Linked DNA regions of Sus scrofa: region 1 is linked to region 2. Evidence: chromatin contacts called from public promoter capture Hi-C data. All regions are on one chromosome and are shown on one strand. Each heading gives the region's core, a stretch centred on a gene start, on an enhancer-like site or on the middle of the called end of the contact. The rest is flanking DNA. Distances are from core to core; before and after follow the strand shown.

Region 1 (6,501 bases), core at 741-3,240, 200 kb before region 2:
TAGCTCTCAGATGTGGCTCAGAACCTGCGTTGCTGTGGCTGTGGCGTAGGCCAGCAGGTGTAGCTCTGATTTGATGCCTAGCCTGGGAACCTCTGTATGCCACAGATGCACCCCTAAAAAAAAAAGCAAAAAAAATTTTAAACCATAAAGAGAGATGCATTTGCTTAAAAAAAACATACAAGAAGCAAAAACAAACAAAAAGCCCCCTTAGGATCAGATGTGTTTAGAATTCATAATTTTTTAGAAAGGAATAGTCTGCATACATCCTGCAAATAACACCCTTTCTGCAGCAAAATATATGTACAATCACACTAAATGAGACACAAAAACTGTAAATAGCCTCAGAACAGTTTAGAACAGGTTCTGCCAAGAAATAAGTTACTAAAAAACACACATTTTCAAGAACTCTTTGTACTTGGGGATTGCAAAAAGGAGACTGTGGGCCTATTCCAAGACACCAGTACTATTTGGTGAGCCTTAACATAAATACCACCTATCAATGTAGGTCATTTTGGAGACATTAAAAAATGTAAATATTTGAAAGCCTCTGTGAAGAGAAAGATTTCTGCAGAAATGAGCAAGACCACCACCCAGCGTTCCAAATATTTCAAGGATAATCTGCCAGGAAATGAGTGGAGGATCCACAGAGAATCACCAAAAATTAAGATGAAAGGGGAGTCTTAAAGGTCATCCAATCCAATTACCCAGCTATTTGAATCCCTAATCATCTCTGCCCATCCCTTCCTGGCATGACCCTGGAGCTCAGCTCTCCTCTACTGCTTTCACCAACTACTTCCCATCTTACTCCAGAGCAGATTAAATTGCTCCACTTCCCTCCCATTAATCTTTATTACTGCCAAGTAGAGAATTTACTAAACCCTTCTACAGTTATTTAAATGTCTGTTTTCCTCTCAGACTCTGATTCCTTAAGCCAGTGATCATGTCTAATTAATTTTCGAGTCCTCGGCAACCAGCACATAGCGAAGAGTCAATAAACGTTTGTTGAACTGAATTAGATTTGTCCTGTAGTCCAGGCTCTGTCATTGCCTAATTGAGTGGCTTGGGGCACTCCCTTAAGCCTCTGCTTAGCTGAGAAAAGGGATGGGGGTGTCCCTAGATGACATCGTCAAGTCCCATTTAATTCTAGGAAGTTTCCGATTTACGAACTTCATTTTCTAGGCGCTGTCCAACTAAGCACATAAGGGAAAACCGCAGCTTAGGTGCAACAGGCCTGGAAGGGATCCCTCGGGAGTGGGCGCTGCTTCTCTACCACCCAGTCCTCTGCTTTGTTGTGTCCTCCGCGGGGAAAGGAAGGATACTCCCCAAACCCCGCCTCTCCTCCTATGAGCATCACCATACGGATGGGAGGGGACTCGTGCCACCCAATCGCGGTCCCGCTAAACCGCGCCCCCACAGGACAGACTGCCAAGCCCCGCCAATCAAGAGAAGAGGGATCGTTCTCTACATCCAGTCGGAGAGCGGTAGAGCCGGGCCTAGACACCGCCCCCACACGCGGGGAGGTGACCGTTGGGCCCAAATGGGCGGTGTCGCCAGCCAATCAACATGCTTCTAGACGTTTCAGCGACCAATTGCCGAGAAGAACGCCTCCGAGCCAGGCAAGCAGAGGGCGGGAATAGGTGCAAGCATAGGCCGAGGCCACAGTCGGGCCCACATTTTTCTGTTGGGTATGGACAGAAGCGAGGGTTGCTGAGCTAGGTTCAGGGAAGCGGGAAGTTGGAACCCAACCACTGTGAGGCGTGGCCAACTGCGTCACTCTTCTCAATCGACTGCCCTTTAGAAACCCGCCATCCCTCCTGTCCCGTTCCTCTCACCTTCCTTCGCGGCATTGCCGGCGGCTGCGGCCCGACGGTTCCGATTCGGGCAGCGGCGGCAGCAGCAGTGGGAACGGTGGCTCCGGCGGGCTCCGTGGCGGCCTCTGTAGCAGTCCCAATCCTGCGGACGATCCCAAGTGCCTCCTGCTTCACAGCGTCTAGACCTTTCTGCGCAGGCGCCGCGGGCTGAGGCGCTTTTTCCTCCACTTCCGGCTGAGGCTTGCGTCACCTGACGTTAGGGCCAGAGAGGATTCTGGGAGGTTTCCCCCTCCGGTGAGGCTAGCGGGAGCCATTTTGGAATTGGGCAGAAAGTGGCAGCGACAGTGGAAACTGGGGCCCGCCATTTTTAGTTAGGGGAATGGCATCCTCTGTAGGCGTGGGTAGCCATTCCTGTTTGGGGCAGAAGCCTGACAGTTGAAGTTAACAGTTCTCATCTTTACAATGGGCAAAATTTCCCTTCCCTTTGGTTTTAATTTCTGAAGTCGAGGAAAGAAAGCCCCAGAATCCATCAGGTTGCTGAGGTTTAACCCCTTAGTCGCCGAATTGGCTAAAGGACGTTTCCCTTTATCACATAAACTCAAAATTGGGAAGGGCTATTTTGCACAAGAAACTATTTTAAGAGCCATTCGGTGTCTCACAGTGCTGGGAATGGGGGCTTGTGAAAGGACAGAAAGAAGGTAGCGTCCTTCATGAAGAAGTTTCTTGTCTGGTAGAGGAGACATTGTCCTTGCCTTTAGCGAACCGCAAGTATGTTGATCCGTTCACTCGCGAAAGGAGACACAACCATTCTCCAGAAACTGTTGCTCCAAAGAATTACCAGTTTAGCTCTGTGGTGAGCACACCCACTTCGTCCCCTCATCCTGTATGGGTTTGAGAGCCTTGGGTGGCCCTCGGGATGAGTGTGTGTGTGTGTGTGTGCGCGCGTGCGCGGTACCAGAGTTGGAAAAGCATTGAACCCCATTAGCCCAAGTGACCTCTCGAAATCCAGACGCTTGAGTCAGGAGTTGGAGGAAGAGGAAGGAATATTTTTAGTAAAGCTGGAGCTCAGAAAGGCATTGATGTTAGCTGCCTAGAAAGGAGAAGTTGGTGGAAGATGTAAGGTTGGCAGAAGAGCGGTAAGAAAAGGCTGAGAAGTGAACAGCAAGCGTTGAGGATTTAACCTCGCTGGGAGAAAAGCCTTGTGTGGAGTAAAGCTTTGCCCAGAGACTGGGAGGAAAAAAAAAAAAAAAAAATCCAAGAGTCATTAAGTTAGGATCCTGGAGCCCGTTTCACCTGAGGCTAGCTAAGATGGAGATTTCCCCCTGGAGCTGAACTAAAGAACAAAGCAGCAGAAGGTAAACATCTGATTGTTGTGCTAAGCAGAGGACTCAGAAGGATTAGAGTTCCAGACCCTTATTTAGCACTCTCCTTGGGTGTATCCTGGGCTGGTAATAACACAGGCAGCTGTTAGTATTTAGGTTTTAATGTTTACCATAAACACCTTTAAATGGCCTACTTAGGTTGAACTGCACAAAAGAACTTATTTAATTTCACACTATTACTGTTATTTTGCACCTACTCGGGTGTTCCCAAGGTTACTCTTGGGTGTTCTGGCTCCCCAACTACTGGTAAAGAGCACTTATGTTAAGACCATATCTCGGGAGTTCCCGTTGTGGCCCAGTGGTAACAAACCCGACTGGTATCCATGAGGATGTGGGTTCCATCCCTGGCCTCAGTGGGTTAAGTATCTGGCATGGCCATGAGTTGTGGTGTAGGTCCCAGATGTGGAACTTCCATGTTCAAACTTCCATATGCTGTGCGTGCGGCCCTAAAAATAAAGTAAAACGAAACAACAACAAAAAAAGCGTATCTCTCTTCTTTTATACCATCCTTAATGGCAGCCAGACTGTGCTCTACCCATAGTAAATTCTTGTTCCTCAATCAAAATATGTTTACTGTTTCACACTGTCAGAATGTCTAGCCCTCAAAGATGGTGAAGTATCCCTCCCTGGGAATTAGCATATGAGAATAAAATCTTATCCTGACTTAGCCATTCATCATACAAATACCAACATTACAAATGTTCCACATTAATCCCTCGCACTGCATTTTCAAACACTGCAGCTAACACCGAAAGAGTTTACAGTTTCATTGAGACATGCCTTGTCCTTGAAGAGCATACCCTCCAGCAGAAATTAGCTCGTGATGCACGAACTGCTGGTTTAAAGCCTTTGACCGGGCCCCTGACAATCCTCATCCGCCAGACTTTGCAAAAGTGGTCCTACTATTCTCCCTGTCTTTGCGCTCTCACACAGGCTTTTCTTCCTGCCTTGATGCATCTCCCGACCATCTTTAAAATTTGCTTTCTTCAGAAGGTCTCTCCTGATGTATTCTTTCTAAGGTAGTAGGGCACAGTGATATGTTAGTTTGTACTTACTGATTTATATATACTTTACAGTTTGGTAGGTGTTCTGTTTCACTCCTCCCGAAACAAGTAATAGGAACATAACTCCTATTTATTTTATTCATCAGCTGTTCTCGTGTCCAGTACTGGGCTCTGATGTCAGATCTGGATTTGAATTTCAGTCCTGCTACTTTGTCTGCTTTGCTCTTGGACAAGTTTTAAAAGGTATTGGTGCCTCAGATTTCTCAGCTGTGAGGTCAAGATACCAATAGCCATGTCACAGGGCTGTTATAAGGATTAAAGGAAATGATTGTTGTAAAGCGCTTAGCACAGTCCCTGACAGAATAAGCGCTCAATAAATAGCCATTATTACTGATCATTATAATTTCAGTCACCCTAGTCATGGCTGGACTATCCTAATGATTGTGAAAAATAACTTTCCATAGTCTTAGTGGTTGTTTGTTTTTGTCTATTGAGACTCGCTTCAGTGCAGGAGGCTCCGAATGTTACCGAGGCATTATGTATTATATATTATATATTGAGTTAAAGCATTAAAACACTGTGTTTCGGGAGTTTCAGTCGTAACTCAGTGGTTAGCGAATCTGACTAGGAACCATGAGGTTGCAGGTTCGATCCCTGGCCTCGCTCAGTGGGTTAAGGATCCAGCGTTGCCGTGAGCTGTGATGTAGGTGGCAGATGCAGCTCGGATCCTGAGTTGCTGGTGGCTCTGGCGTAGGCCTGTGGCTACAGCTCCGATTGGACCCCTAGCCTGGGAACCTCCATATGCCGCTGGAGCGGCCCAAGAAATGGCAAAAAGACAAAAACCAACCAAACAAACAAACAAAAAAAACCCAACATTGTGTTTCCCCAGGCCAGGAAGCTTGTCGTTCCAGAGCACGACAGAGTATTAATGGAACAGCAGAAAGATAAGCAAAGTTCAGAAGTGGTACAGAGAAGGACACTGAGGGTTTGGAAAAGGATTCATACAGAGATGAAGTAAGAGTGGAACTTCACAGGACGATTAAGTTTGCCAATGGACCTGGAGAACAGGGGCTTTCCAGGCCAAGGGAACAGCCTGTGCAAAAGCGCAGACCTGTGGAGCAGGACTGTGTGGGGGTGACTAAGGGCATGCAGGGGTTGCAGTGATTGACAAAAGAAGAGGCAGGAATAATTTGGGGAACCAGGTCCTGCAGAGTCTTGAATGTTCTGCTGAGAAGCCTGAGCTGGAGGTGAGGGGACTCTCTGAAGGACTTTAAGCAAAGAAGTCTAACGACTTGACTTGCACTTTGTTTTTCATTTTTATTTTTTTGTCTTTCCTAGGGCCACACGCATGGCATATTGGAGGTTCCTAGGCTAGGGGTCACATCAGAGCTACAACTGCTGGCCTACACCACAGCTCACGGCAACGCCAGATGGTTAACCCACTGAGCAAGGGCAGGGATCGAACCCGCAACCTCATGGTTCCTCGTCAGATTCGTTAACCACTGCGCCACGACGGGAATGCCAACTTGCACTTTAGAGATCTCTATTTGGAAGCTGTGAGGAGGACTGATCAGAGTGGCAGTTAGAATGGTGCCATAATGGAGTTCCTGTCGTGGCGCAGTGGTTAACGAATCCGACGAGGAACCATGAGGTTGCGGGTTCGATCCCTGGCCTCGCTCAGTGGGTTGACGATCCAGCGCTGCCTTGAGCTGTGGCGTGGGTTGCACACGGGGCTCAGATCCCGAGTTGCTGCGGCTCTGGCGTAGGCCGGTGGCTAGAGCTCTGATTCGACCCCTAGCCTGGGACCCTCCATATGCCACAGGAGCGGCCCAAGAAATGGCAAAAAGGAAAAAATCATAATAATAATGGTGCCATAATGATAACTTACCCAGAGTGGAGGAGGAACCCAACAGGGTAGAGGTAGCGGGGTAATCTTTTATGTACGTTCTTGTGAATTTTCCTTCTCGTATCTGTATCTCATCTCCTCAGTTACATTTGAAGCTCCCTAACAGACCCTCAATTTCCTTTCAAATGCTGCCCTAGCCAGGAAAATGATAGGTACCATATTTCAAATACAAAGTGTGGTTGTTCATTGTTTGCTTCAAAGGCCTGGGAGTTCCTGGAGGTTGGGAGCTTTGCCTGGCTGGCCTCACGGCCTCCAGCTTCTTCCTTGCTGGCATCTAAAAGGGTTCAGTAAGCGATGTGGCCACTGCCAGGCGTTGGCTCAGTTAGGAAAGACTTGCACAGAACCGGCCACCTCCTCTCCCCTAAGTCTTTTTTTGACCAGGAGGGCTTGGGGACAGC
Region 2 (7,361 bases), core at 3,068-5,567:
CGTCCACAGTCCAGGATGAGGGCTCAGGGCTGCCCTCTGGATGCAGCCAGAGGATTCCCAGGGCTGGCGCCCCGGACGCCCCAGCTCAGCCATCCTGCAGGGGCCCCTTGGTATCCCCAGTGATGAAACAGCTCTCTCCTCGTTGCCTGTATTCTTTCTCAGGATGGCAGGGAGGGAGCCAAGGTTTTAGGCTCCTCTCGATGACGCTGCGGGTCTGTGTGCCTCAGGAGGGGCCTCCTGGACCCAGCAGGAGGTCAGCGAGGAAGCCCCAGGATGCTGCCCGGAGAACCCACTCCTCGGCCGGCGCTCCTGTGTCCTGGTCACTCCACAACCTCACTTTGGGGCCCGCACCTGCGCCCCGTTCCCCGCCGCCTGAGACTTGGCCCTGGCCCTGCTTGGCATCGCCTCCTCTCCGCCCCCGTGCTCCCTGCCTGCGGCCCCTTCCCCTCCCTGCCCAGCATCCAGACAGATGGCTTCCTGCGTGGGCAGGCCTGTCCTTCCAGCCCTGGCCCGGCCACTGTGGCCTGTCCAGGGTCACCCGGAGGGGTAGTAGGGAGTATCGCTGTGGTAGTTGTAATCCGGGCACACCTTCTGGACCAGCCTGTAGTCCGTGCTGTAGAAGGCGATGTAGACGCAGACGACTTTGAAGGGCTGCGAGCAGCTCCAGGTGGCCGAGCTCTGAGCGTGGTCTCGGGAGCAGGTCTTGGCCGGGTCATGGGTGCAGAGGGAGATCCGGCGGCCCCGTTCCACCTTCTCCCACTCCATCCGGCAGTTGAAGATTTTGGAGGCCTTGGCTTCAATGAAGATCTGCTGCTCCTGGTGGAACTCGACAGCTTTGCTGGGGGGCACGAGGCTGATGGAGATGTTGCCCTGGCCCGTGGCATTGTGTCGGAAGTGGACGCTGAAGGTCCCGTTGCCGTGGTCCACGATCTTCCCCGTGACCAGCAGGTTCAGGGCCACCGTCTTGATGTTGGAGTAGAAGTCGCCCCAGCCAAAGATTTTCTTCACCTTGGCTGACGGGGGGGCGCTGTGGTTCGGGCGACTGGGGGGCTGCCCGAGGACGCCCCATGCCTCCCCAGGTGGAGCCAGCAGCCCTAGGAGAGGAGAGTTGGCCACGGGGCGGGACTTTGGTGAGATGTGGCCTCGCTTGCGAGGCATCCGAGGCCGGGGCTGGCTCTCCCGGTCTTCGTGCTCAGTGTCCTCTGAGCCAGGGGGACCGTCATCCTGGCCGCAGATGACCTGTGGACGCAGTCGGGAGGAGAATGAGTGCCCTGGGTCCCCAGAAGACCCAGGAAGGCTGGCCCACCGCTCCCCACCACCAGCATCGTCTCTCTGCCCACCCTTCCGCTCTGACTGGGGGCAGAGGGGCCCCTTTGCCTTGCCCACTTCTGCTGGGGTTGGGCGTGCACTCTGGCCTGTGTCTCATCCATCTCATGTTCTTTTTGTGGGTTTTTGTTTTGGTCTTTTCTAGGGCCGCACCTGCGGCGTATGGAGGTTCCCAGGCTAGGGGTCCAATTGAAGCTGTAGCCGCCGGTCTATACCACAGTCACAGCAATGCAGGATCCGAGCCACATCTGTGACCTACACCACAGCTCACGGCAACACTGGATCCTTCACTCACTGAGCAAGGCCAGGGATCGAACCCGCAACCTCATGGTTCCTAGTCAGATTCATTAACCACTGAGCCACAACGGGAACTCCTCCATCTCATGTTCTGGCCTTCTGCTCACCCCTCCCTCCTCTCCCCACTGTCTTGCCTCTGGCCACTGTTCAAAATCTGGAAGGACAGTGGAGAAGACTCTCCAGGGGACCACGGCAGCAGAGGTACATGGTCTGTACTCCTGGTCCCCAGTCTGATGGGGGTGGCCCTGCTTCTGATCTTGGCAGAGCCTTCATCTGATGGCAGAAGCACATCCTTGTGCTGACAGAGCACCCCTGTCTGACAGGAGAGACAGAGTCCCTGCCTTTGTGAAATTCCCTGGCCGATGGGGAGAGGCTTAGTCTCTGGCCTCAGAGAGCCCCAAGTCAGACAGGGGAGCTCCATCCCTCTGCTGGGAGAGCCCTGAGTTTGGCAGGGGAGGTACAGTCCCTGCCTTTGGGGACTTCCCAGTCTGCTGGATGAGATACCATCCCTACCCTGGGAAAGTTTTACCCTCAGAGGCAAAGAGAATCAACAGATAATGGAAAAGAAAAAGGAACTCAGTGAAATTCTCCCTCAAATACAAATGCGGTTTAGGTTTTGGCAGGACGACGAGAGGGAGACGCGGGTGCGTTCCATACCCAAGAGGATGGCCAAATGCTCCTCTGGGGACCACTGATGATAACAGGCCAGAGCATTCTTTGTGCTAGGAGGCAGGAGTTCGTATTGTGCCCATTTCACAGATGGCGACATGAGGCTCACAGATACCATCATTCACGGCTACGTCGCACAGACTCAGCCCTCCCATCCCTCCGCACTCCCAGTCTCACAAACCAGATGGGTCCTCCTATGGGGGTTTTATCCGAGCCCCATCCCCACCTGGAATCTCGTGTAAAGCTCTGCAGAGCCTCCACTGGCCTCTGCGGCATCAGCCCCAGGGACAGGCAACATCTGGGGATGTTTCTTGGAGGAGCGGTGGGGAAGGCCAGCAGGACAGCCTGATGAGCTCAAACAGAGGACACAGCTCCAGAGGGCACCAGGGTTCCTGAGGACAGTCACCCGGTGTGGGTGTGCTCAGCTTTTGAAGCAAGGATTGGCCCTCTGTGTCTCGATACCAAGACCAGGGGCCCCAGCACACAGCTGAGCAGCATCTGGAATTGCTAGTGACCCTGGGGTGAGGACATAGGATGCCTACGGGCTGGGGTCTGGAGGGCTCCAAAGGGGGTTGGGGTCCTCTGGTCCCCTGTTCTGCTCTGGCCATGACCTCGGTTGTGTGCAGTGGCCCTGCCTGCCAGGATCCAAAGCCAGGGCAGAGAGACAGCAGGAGGAGAGACTCTGGGAGTTGGGCTCCCGGCGGCAGACCTCTGTGTACTTGGCCTCCTAGGGTCACAGCTGAAGGCTGGAGGATGGGGAGAAGGATTCGCCCACCCAGTGGCAAAGGGGATTATTGTTTTGAGAAGGGCAGACCCAGATGTGGGGCCGAGGCTTCTCCACGACAGGATTGCTAGGTAGCCGATTGGCGGGCGCTGGGTCGGAGGGGAGTTGAGCCCTGGGCTGGGGGGGCGGGGGTGGATTCCCCCCGTCCTGGGCCGCAGGGAAGGCGCGAGCGAGCGCACGGGGAGCCGGCTCCGGGCGCTCCGCTCAGCTACCGCGAGCGCCCGGGGCGGGAGCCGCCTGCCCAGGTCCTGTGGGGCTCGGGCTGCGCGCAGCCGGGAGCGGAGAGGAAAACAACAGGCGGGGAGGGAGGGAGGGAGGGAGCGGGAGGGAAGGCGGGAGCGAGGGACGCAGGGGCGGCCCCCCTCCTGGACAGGCTCGTGCGCTGGGGAACCCAGAGCCCGGGGTCCTCCGGGTCCCCCGAGGTCAGAGACGAGCCCACGCCCCCTGCCCTGGCAGGTCATCGGCTCCACAACCACCTCCCACTCCCCTTCCGCGGGGCCCCGGGCGCCGAAAGGGGTCGAGTAACCCTTGGCGACGGCTGCGGGCATTTTCCCTCGTGCCCGTCGCACCTCCTGCCACCAGCGGCCGAGTGGGTGGGCCAGCCCAGCACCCTCTCCCCGCCCCTATTAACCCTTTCTGTACAGTCTCCGGCCTCGGACCCGCCCTCTCCCCCAGCCTCCAGGCTACGCTTCCATCCCCGGGATGTGGGGGGGAAGGGAGAAAGTTTCCGGGCTCCGGAGCTTCCCGCGCTCTCCCCCAATTCTCCGGGCCCCCGCCCCTCCGCGCCGCTCCCCGCGGACCACTCACCAGATAGAGGCTGCCCTGCACTAGGAACACGAAGCAGCAGCGAGTCAGTTGCATCTTCGTCCTTTGCTCCCGTGCCCCTTTCTCTCCTCTTTTTCCTTTAGGGTCCCAGGCCCTTCTTCACCCCTGCTCTTTCAGGTGCGCCGTCCCATGCTCCAGTGCCCGGCCACTCGCGGCCCTCCGCGCTGCCAGCCGCCCAGGACCGACCCCGCCCCCTTCGGTCCAGCTGTGCAGCCGCAGCCCCCCCTCCCCTGGTCCAGCTGCGCGCGGCGTGGCCCCCTCGCGAGGCCCCAGATGTGCGCCCCGAGCGCCTCGAAGGGCCCCAGCTGCGCGGTGGCTCCGTCGCTCCCGATATGCCCCCTCGGTTCCAGTGGCGCGGCTCTCGCCCAGATGTGTGGGGGACCCGCGCGCGCGCTCGTCCCTGCGCTAATTCCCCAGACCAGACGGCCCCTCCCGCCCCGTCGCGGCGCGCCCCCTGGCGGAAGCCCCGGGCCGAGCCGAGCCCCGCCGCCGCTCGCCTCGCTGCGCCCCGCCAGACTGGAGCGCTCCCGGCGCCCAGGCGGCTCCGCTTCCTCGTCCCTCCCACCCGCGGCGGCGGCGGCGGCGGCGGCGGCGGCGGCGGCGGCGGCGGCAGGTACTGTGAGCCCAGCCGGTACCTCCGGAGTTAACTCCTCCCCTGCCGGCCCGCAGCCCCGGGACCTGGGAGGCCGGGGACAGACGCGGGGGCGGAGTAACGCTTGGCGAGGAAGGGAGAGGGTGGTGGCCCGGGGAAAGGCACCCTACTTTTTCCACCCCTCTGGCAAGGCGCCTGTCCCCGGGAGCGGGCATTTGGGGATCTGCTGCCAGGCCCCGAACCCCGAGAGACCTGGAATTTGGAAAGATCATTTTTTCCCAACCGTTACAAGAGCCAGAAAAGAACATTCTCCTATCCCCACAGCCCAAAGTCCAATTTTCTGCTTTTGTGCCAAGGGAAGTTCTTCTAGGTGTCTAGCCTGTAGTCCTTTTGGTATCATGTCAGTCCCTTTCCTCTTCTACTTTACTCAGAGGGGCTGAGATAACCCTCCGTGCCTGCCCCCTGCACCTCTCAGTCCAATCGCTGTGACAGGAAACTTTTGGCTGGAGCTCTGGGCTGAAAGGGCTGCGCCGGGTCAGGCTGGATTCTGAATCTGGGGTCAGGGGATAAACCTCCCCCCCGGCCCCAGAAGGCTGTACCAATGGCTGTACCTCCATTCTTTGCTACTGCCCTCCCTGGAATCCAGGGCATCACAGGTTGGGATGTGGGGCTTCTCTGCCCAGCTGAGTCTCTGTCTGTCTCTGGTCTCTGCAAGCCTCCAGGGCAAGAAGGAAGAAAAAAAGATCCTCATTTGAGATTTTCCAAGGAGGGGCTCATCCGCCATCACCTTACAGCTCTGTTTTCTGCCTGGGTTTGCAGGGCCCTTTTAGTCCTTAGAAAAACCAAAGGTCAGATCCTACCATCCCTTAGAAGCTGTGAGGGTGAGGAGGCACCCCAGCATTTGGAGTGGTTCCAGCCTGGGCTGGGCCCCGTGGGGCAGGGAGGGTGGGCACTCTGCCCTGGCCCTCGAGGCCCAGTTTGGTCTCTGGCTGCAGCCCCCAGCACGCACCCAGCCTCCTCCCCCACCATCTGCCAGGCGGGTGCGCGGGGAATGCAGATGAATCTTAATATCAGCCTGGGCCAAGTGCGATGAGGGAGACAGATTCTGCAGAACCCAGGCAGCGTCTCAGAGCCCCCTGCATTCCTCAGGCACCCTGGGTGGTACAGGATGCAGCAGCCCTTCCCCGGGGGTGGGGGTGGGAATGTGCTTGTCTAGTCAAAGACCCCCACCCCCCACCCCAAAGCCAGGGGAGGAAGGAACAGATAAATCCTTGTCTGGCCTCTGAGCCTCTGGTCCGGCTGGGAGGAGGAAGCTGTCGGCCTGAGCGTGGGCAGCTGGTTCCGGCTCTCAGCGAGGCAGAGGCGTAGCTGGGCCCACTCCCTGTCCATCTCCAGAAGGTCTTATCCCCAGGAGAGCGGTGTGACCCAGCAAAAAGAGCACAGGCTTTCGGGCCAGACAGTCCTGGATTCCACTCCAGGCCTGGCTGTGTGACCTTGGGCAGGTTGCTTTGGTTCTCTGATGCCAGTTTCCTGATCTGTAGTTGTAAGAATTAAAGGAGACAGAATGTGCAAACCGAGCACAGGCACAATGGCTGGCGGGCAGTCGTGGCGTACAATAAAGGGAAGCTCTGGCTTTTCCACTGCCCACACATTTGCTCTGGCTGCACCTCCTGCCAGGCTTGCCCTCCCTGCCCTCTCAGTCCTTCCTGCCTCTCACTTCCTTCAAATTTCCCGTCCGCATTCATCCATCAACCACGAGCCAAGCCTGTCCTCGGTGCCAGGCACCAGGCCAGGGGTTGGGACACAGAGATGAATGGGACACCCTTCCTGGCCTTGGGAATCTCACTGGCTAGCGCAGAACCAAGGCGCGAAAATCAATGATAACTCAGTGTAGTGAGTGCAATAACAGATCCCTCCCTAGATGCCAAGGATCATCGGAGCAGGGGCAGACAGGGGTGGCTTCCTGGAGGAGGTGATGCTGAAGTCACAAGAAATAAATGGTCAGAGGTCCAGGGGCTAGAACCGGAAGCAGTTTGCTGTTGCTGGAACTCAAAGGAGAGAGGAGGATGCTTGGAGCAGGAAGCTGGGACCACCTGATGGAAGGTCTTATGTGCAGGTCAAGGGGTTAGGACCTTAAAAATCCTTTGAAGAGTTTTAAGGAGGCTGGTGATTACAGTCAGATTTGTAGTGGGGGGCGGTGTTTGGTTTTTGTCTTTTTAGGGCTGCCTCTGTGGCCTATGGAAGTTCCCAGGCTAGGGATCGAATCGGAGCTACAGCTGCCAGCCTACAACACAGCCACAGCAATGAGGGGTCCGAGTGCAACCTACACCACAGGTCACAGCAACGTCAGATCCTTAACCCACTGAGCGAGGCCAGGGATTGAATCCGCATCCTCCTGGATCCTAGTTGGGTAGTTCGTTACCACTGAGCCAGATTTGCTGTTGATAAAGCTTTTGGAGAATTCACCAGAAAGAGGAAAGACTAGAGGGAGGGAACCAGTTAGGGGGAGACTGAAAACATCTTTAGGAGGCAGATCAGGGTTGAGTTATTGCTGACATGAGGGAGGAAGGGAGACAGGGAGTCATGTATGATACCCAAGTTTCTGGCTTGAACAGTAGGCAAGATGCTGGCTGAGGTGGGCACTATGGGGGCAGGGCAAGGGATGAAGGGGTCAACTTTGGTCATGTCAAATCTGGGGCTTGTGGAGTTCCCGTCGTGGCTCAGTGGTTAACAAATCTGACTAGGAACCATGAGGTTGCGGGTTCGATCCCTGGCCTTGCTCAGTGGGTTAGGGATCCAGCGTTGCCGTGACCTGTGGTGTAGGTTGCAGACGTGGCTCAGATCCCGCATTGCTGTGGCTCTGGTGTA

The links. Promoter capture Hi-C pulls out the DNA fragments that hold promoters and counts their contacts.
Region 1: a contact with region 2 is called in a promoter capture Hi-C map of fetal skeletal muscle, with 3 times the contacts expected there. The contact joins the promoter of KAT7 here to the promoter of NXPH3 in region 2. A contact is called at or near these places in 2 of 5 promoter capture datasets (fetal skeletal muscle and liver) and 4 of 47 Hi-C or Micro-C datasets (embryonic fibroblasts, fetal liver, skeletal muscle and 1 more).

Annotation. Positions count from the first base shown.
Region 1 is chr12:25,966,465-25,972,965 of Sscrofa11.1, reverse strand. KAT7 (lysine acetyltransferase 7) reads right to left here and starts at 1,990. Exons shown (of 15, transcript NM_001195359.1): 1 at 1,833-1,990. The coding sequence starts at 1,847.
Region 2 is chr12:25,766,130-25,773,490 of Sscrofa11.1, reverse strand. NXPH3 (neurexophilin-3) reads right to left here and starts at 4,317. Exons shown (of 2, transcript XM_003483007.4): 1 at 3,884-4,317; 2 at 1-1,239. The coding sequence starts at 3,937. The coding sequence ends at 535.